Regions from separate parts of the Pan troglodytes genome. Here region 2 is linked to region 1. A link is a contact called in public Hi-C data. All regions are on one chromosome and are shown on one strand. The core of a region is the stretch at or near the end of the contact, and the rest is flanking DNA. Distances in the headings are between cores, read along the strand shown. Region 1 has its middle 200 kb from the start of ATP13A4. Region 2 has its middle 85 kb from the start of CPN2.

Region 1 (2,755 bases), core at 128-2,627:
CCAGAGAGGCCTGGCTCTGGGGAAGTTGGAGGTTTTACTCCCTGGCATCATCTGCAGTCGAGAGTGATCTGGCAGATACTATCTCTCCCAACCAACTTGGCAAGGCTCTGGTCCTGCGTGAGGAGGCAAGGAGTTCTCTTGGATGAGGTGAGCACACCCAGGTGAGGCAGCGCACAAGCTCTGCAGACAGAGGGAGGTTAGCATCCGGAAGAGGCAACTACACAGCTGCCACCCCATTCGGTACTTCTCTCAAGGCACACGGGCGGTGTGGCAGAGCCTGTTCCTTGCTGACCAGTGTCCATTCCCCCTTTCTTCCTTAGTATCGGATTCCAGTTTTATTTGGAGTGGTGATGGGGCTACATTTCCAGCCCTGCTTGCAGCAAGGATGGCCAACGAGACGCAAGCACAAGTCATGACGTGGATCTTCAAGGGGCCCGACTTGGTGGGCAGAGCGCTGTGTTGGCCTTTGGCGTTCCCCGTATTCCTCTGCGGAGGACTCTGCAGTAGCCCATGAGGTTACAGGGCTGATGCGAGGCTCGTGCTCTGGTAATGACTGATCATTTTGTAGGCTGCAGCCTATCTACAGATGTCTTTTAGATGGGCAAATAAACTCTCAATTTGGCAAAGTCACTCCGATTAGGACTCTTACTACCAGCTAAACAGAATTCCTAACTGATCCAGATGGACTTGGAGAGAAAAGAGCTCCCAGTCACTGGAGATGTGCAAGCATCAGTGGCAGGGGTTAGTGGGGCGAGGGGCCTGGCAGGGGCTGGGGGGGGCAAGTGCAGGACTAGAAGTATTTGCTATTTGGTGACCCTCTGTGAGGTGTTCAAATCCCAGCCTGCTGGGGCTATTGGTTAAATGGTTTTAGTCTGAGCCTTAAAACAACAACAGGCTCAAAAGAGAAGAAATTCATCACAAATTAGGGGCCCATTTGTGTCACCTGCCTCTAAACTCTGAGGCTCTGCAGCAGAAGAAGCCCTGTGTTGCTGGGGAGAAGGTGGCTTCACGGACACTCCCGTTTCAGTGTGACTGCTTTTGGGGCCTATAGGGGGCACTAAGGAACTATGGGATCTTGTTGCCTCTGTGGCGGGGTCAGCGCTCAGACCTCCAGCCACCCCAGCCAGCAAGAAGAAGGAATGGGGCTGGGGCTGGGACAAGGGTCGGTTATAATGGGTAGAAATGAAATCGCCCCTTCCCCATTCTTCTTAAAGATCTAAAATGCAGAGCACCTGATTTTAAAGTTCAGAAGAAAATGTCTCCCCTCCGCAATGAGAGCTTGACATTTCTGTCACTGAATCTTAGACTAGAAAGGGGCCTTGGAGATCCGCCAGTCCTCACTATTCATTCAGCAGATGAGAAACTGGAGGCCCGAGAAGGAAAGTGAGGGATCCAAAGAGAGGCAGGGCGTTAGCAGCAGGGCTGGGCCGCAGGCTGGGCCTTCCAACTTCCAGCAGAGTGTTCTTTCCACCACACCACACCCACCGTCTTGGCCACGTTTGTTCTCTTTTCTGGCCCTGGGGGGACTCTGGCAGGGCTGGGGGTCTGATGTGAACTGGAATCTGTTCAATTTCACCTCTCATTGCTCCTGCCAGCTCGCCAGCTCTGGCTGATGGAGGCAATTAGAACCAGACATCCCATAAGGGCATTCCAGAAAGATCTCTTAAAATTCCACAGCAGCTGGGGACTTGCCTTTCCCTGCAGGGATCATCTGGTGTGTAAATACCTAGTTGTGTAAGGCACAGGGTTGAGGGGCCATGCTTACACATACACAGTCTCTCAACCCACATTCACCCACAGATAGAAAAATAGAGAAATATTCAGTAGGAATTCCTTTCCTTTCTACCTCCCAAAGAGAGAAGTGAAGAATTTACAGGCCACCCCGGGAACATTTAATTACTTGCTGCTGAGGGATGGGCACTGTATTTGCACTGGGCAGTGGGTGGCAGAGGGTGGGGGACATCCCTGGTTTTCTTCCTTGCACTGCAGAGGGCTGCTTCCCACCACTGGGTTCCGAGGAAGGCCAAGCAGTGTTTGTGGCCAGCTTAGCAAATATGCAGTCCAGGAGCCTGGCTGAAAGGTGTTGCCTCAGTTTATCTGTGGGAGCCCTGAGGCACCAAAAGACAAAATGGCAGAGCAAGGAACTCCAACCCAGGACCACTGGCTTTGATTAACCTGTTCAATGATCTCCAGTGACTGTAACATCAAAACGGAAGGGCAGACCCTGGCTCATGAGTTGATGGAGCCCTCTCTTTCTCAGAGCTCCCATTTCACAGTTGTCACCAGTCAACCTTGCTTTGGCCAACAATGTGCTTCTGTTAGTTGGCCAGTGTTTAAGTAGACCCAGAGGGCCTTTTGTTAGAAGTCAGTGGGAAACAGCCAAAGCATTGCAAAGGCAGATGGAAAAACCGGACACGTTCTCTAACCTGAGGGAGCACCTAGTTCCACTGTGATTTACAGGAGGCTAGAAGGGGAAGGAAAGGGTCATCATTCTGACAAGTCTACATACCAAATTGGTTGCAGAGCTTAGGAGAGAGCCCACATCTTCTGTTTCCCAGACTAGAGTGTTTTCAACACCATCACACCACCACTCCCAACTCCTCCCTTTGAGGTTGCATTTGGCCTGAATATCCCATGAGAGTAGTGTAAAACAGTGTTAAAAAATTAAATCAGGTCATGATTACTATAATTTTTTATTGGGTAGGCCCAATAACTCTGAGCACCTTTCGAAAATCTGTCCTGGGACTTGTGGTTA
Region 2 (2,755 bases), core at 68-2,567, 480 kb after region 1:
GGGCTGTTTCTTGTTGAATTAATGAGTCTAGGACACACGTTCAGTCCTATGGTAGCACCTGGGAGTAGGAAAGCATTTGGGAAGGCCGCCCCCCTACTTCCATCAACCCTGAGAAGCCTTCTGATCCTCACATAGGATAAAACGCAGCCCTTCCTTTCTCATATTGGAAATCTCCAGTGACCTGACCTTAGAGGTATCCCGCACGCCCTCAGTCCCCCGGCGGGCCCTGCCACCACCCCTCAGCATTGCCGGATGTGCGGCTGAGGTCCAAGGTTTGGAGAGTTTCCGGGACTGGCCGGGTCACCCTGCGGCTCGGCCGTGTCTGGCAGCCCCACCCTTCCTGGCAGCCAGGCCCTCTGAAATTCCGCCAGCACCGGGGGACGAAGAAGGTCTTGCTGGGATGGGGGAGGGCGGGAAGAGGGGGAGCACGAGCCGACTTTGCCCTCCCATCCAGCCACGCGGAGAATCCATCCCTGGCAGTGCCGACTGCTCCTCCTAGTGGGCAAGGAAGCTCTTCCCGGCACCAGGACAGAGCGCCTCCACCAGGCCTGCTAGAGGATCTCAGCTCCATCTCACCATGAAGCCCCCCACAGCCGAAAAAGCCCTCCCACATCCAGATCCCCCAGACACTTGGTGGCTTTTCAGGAGACACGGTTCTAACACCCATTTCACAGATAAGAGCACTGAGTCCGTCTCTGGCCGTGAGGCTGTGGCAGGGCTGGGACTGGAAGCAGGGCCTTTCATTTGACTTCTTGTAGGTTTCTTCCGGGGCACCACTTTGTTTTTGTTTTTTGTTTTGTTTTGTTGAGATGGAGCTTCACTCTTGTGGCCCAGGCTGGAGTGCAATGGTGCCATCTCGGCTCACTGCAAGCTCCACCTCCGGGGTTCAAGCGATTCTCCTGCCTCAGACTCCCGAGTAGCTGGGATTACAGGCGCCCGCCACCACGGCCGGCTCTTTTTTTTTTTTTTTTGGTATTTTTAGTGAGGCGGGGTTTCACTATGTTGGCCAGGGTGGTGTCGAGCTCCTGACATCAGATGATCCACCCACCTCGGCCTCCCAAAGTGCTGGGATTACAGGTGTGAGCCACCGTGCCGTGCCCAGGGCACCACTTTGAAAACTGGCATAGAGGAAGAAATGGCCACCTTCTCACCCATTGCCCACCCCTTTCCGCCTCCCCCCCTCACACAAGCCTGACACCACCTTGACAAGAGGACTGCTTCATTTCTTTGCCCTGGGTAGCTAGAGCCTAGTGCCCCAGGGTGCCTGATTAAAAGCGTGTTGACTGGCTCGCTCCTTTCCTGCCGGATCATCCTGCTTCTTCAAGCTCCACCCACCTCAGGATCAGCCTTCCCTTCCAACCGCAGGCCTGACCCCGCTGCTCTACAGGAGGAAAAGGCGCTCTGCGCTTTGTGGCCGGATCCGGGGTTCAGCAAGTCTCATCCTGGAGCTACCTCCATCAGAGTCAAGCTGTGCAGAGGCCCGGGGCAGCTCAGATGCTTGGGTGGGGGTGGCGAGGCACGGCTCCTGCCCTGTCAACAGAACCTGCAGAGGTCTTCAGGCTGCCCCCTTGAGAGCAGACTCTGTCACCCCTGCCCTGGCAAAGACCAATTGGAGAGAAGCCATTTTGGAGCCAGTCACTCATTAAGGAGGGGGAGGTGACCCTTGCCCTGTCTTCTTCCCTGAAAACAAAGTCCTTCCTTTGAGCTCTCCAGAGGCTGGCCTCCTGCACTGAATGCAGCCACAAGCAGCCCCCAGGGAGCCCCAGGTCCTGGGGACAGGCCCCAGAGGCCTGGCTTGGAGACCCTGGCCTGGAGGCTCTCCCAGGCCTTGGAGCCTGCTCTCTTCCCTGGGATAGAGGGGAGGGCCTGCCACCCGCCACCCGCCGCCTGGATCCTGTCATGGGACAGAGCTGGGCCTGAGCTCCAGGACAGAACAGGCAGACAGTGATCTGTGTTTTCTGGGAAGACAGCCAGTCCTCGTGCCCTCAGGCTTCCGGGCACTGAGGAGTATGGCCGAGCAGTCACCCGCCGCCCTGGCTCAGCCCCCTCCAGGCCCAGGCTGGGTGGGCACACCCCATCCCTGGTATCCAGGCCAGAGAGCTGCAGCAGGAGGGGCCATCACGCTGCTCTCTCTCCCTCGCCTGTGGCTTCATAAACTAAACAGTACAGCATCAAGGGGAGTGGGCATGCAGGCTGAGCTCTGAGCCGTGCCAGCCTGTGCACACACAGAGGCATCGTTTGGTGGGTGCACCCTGAGCATGTCTCATCCTTTCCCCCTCAACGAGGCTGAGCCGCTCAAGGGCATGGGAAAAGCACTGATTTGGCCTCAAAACAGCATTGGGTTCCAGTTCCTGGGCAGTGCTGCCATCCACCCGTGGGACCATGGTGAGTCATTTCATCCCCTGAGCCTGTTTCTTCAGCTGCGCCGTGGGGCAGTAACCTCCGCTGTGCCCCTTCCTAGTTGCTCAGTCTTGTGGTGTCAGGCAGCTGTGAGAACACGCAGGCCATGATACTCCCACGAGAACTTCTCCCTATTTTTTTTTTTTTTTTTTTTTTGAGATGGAGTCTCACTTTTTCTCCCAGGCTGGAGTGCGATGGTGTGATCTTGGCTCACTGCAACATCCCCCTCCCAAGTTCAAATGATTCTCCTGCCTCAGCCTCCTGAGTAGCTAGGATTACAGGCACCCGCCACCATGCCCGGCTAATTTTTTGTATTTTTGTAGAGACAGGGTTTCAACATGTTGGCCAGGCTGGT

What was found. Hi-C and Micro-C count contacts between places; a contact is called where the count stands out from the background.
Region 2: a contact with region 1 is called in a Hi-C map of induced pluripotent stem cells, with 1.9 times the contacts expected there. The contact joins two enhancer-like sites. A contact is called at or near these places in 2 of 7 Hi-C or Micro-C datasets (induced pluripotent stem cells and stem cell-derived neural progenitor cells).

What each region holds. Positions count from the first base shown.
Region 1 is chr2:196,966,429-196,969,183 of NHGRI_mPanTro3-v2.0_pri, forward strand. No RefSeq gene overlaps it. Among named protein-coding and RNA genes, the nearest start is that of ATP13A4, 200 kb to the left of the region's middle. Within about 2 kb of position 1,378, at least 6 of the 24 cell types and tissues checked have an H3K27ac peak or open chromatin away from gene starts, as enhancers often do. A contact at or near this core is called in induced pluripotent stem cells and stem cell-derived neural progenitor cells, where this site is marked.
Region 2 is chr2:197,451,389-197,454,143 of NHGRI_mPanTro3-v2.0_pri, forward strand. No RefSeq gene overlaps it. Among named protein-coding and RNA genes, the nearest start is that of CPN2, 85 kb to the right of the region's middle. Within about 2 kb of position 1,318, at least 13 of the 24 cell types and tissues checked have an H3K27ac peak or open chromatin away from gene starts, as enhancers often do. A contact at or near this core is called in induced pluripotent stem cells and stem cell-derived neural progenitor cells, where this site is marked.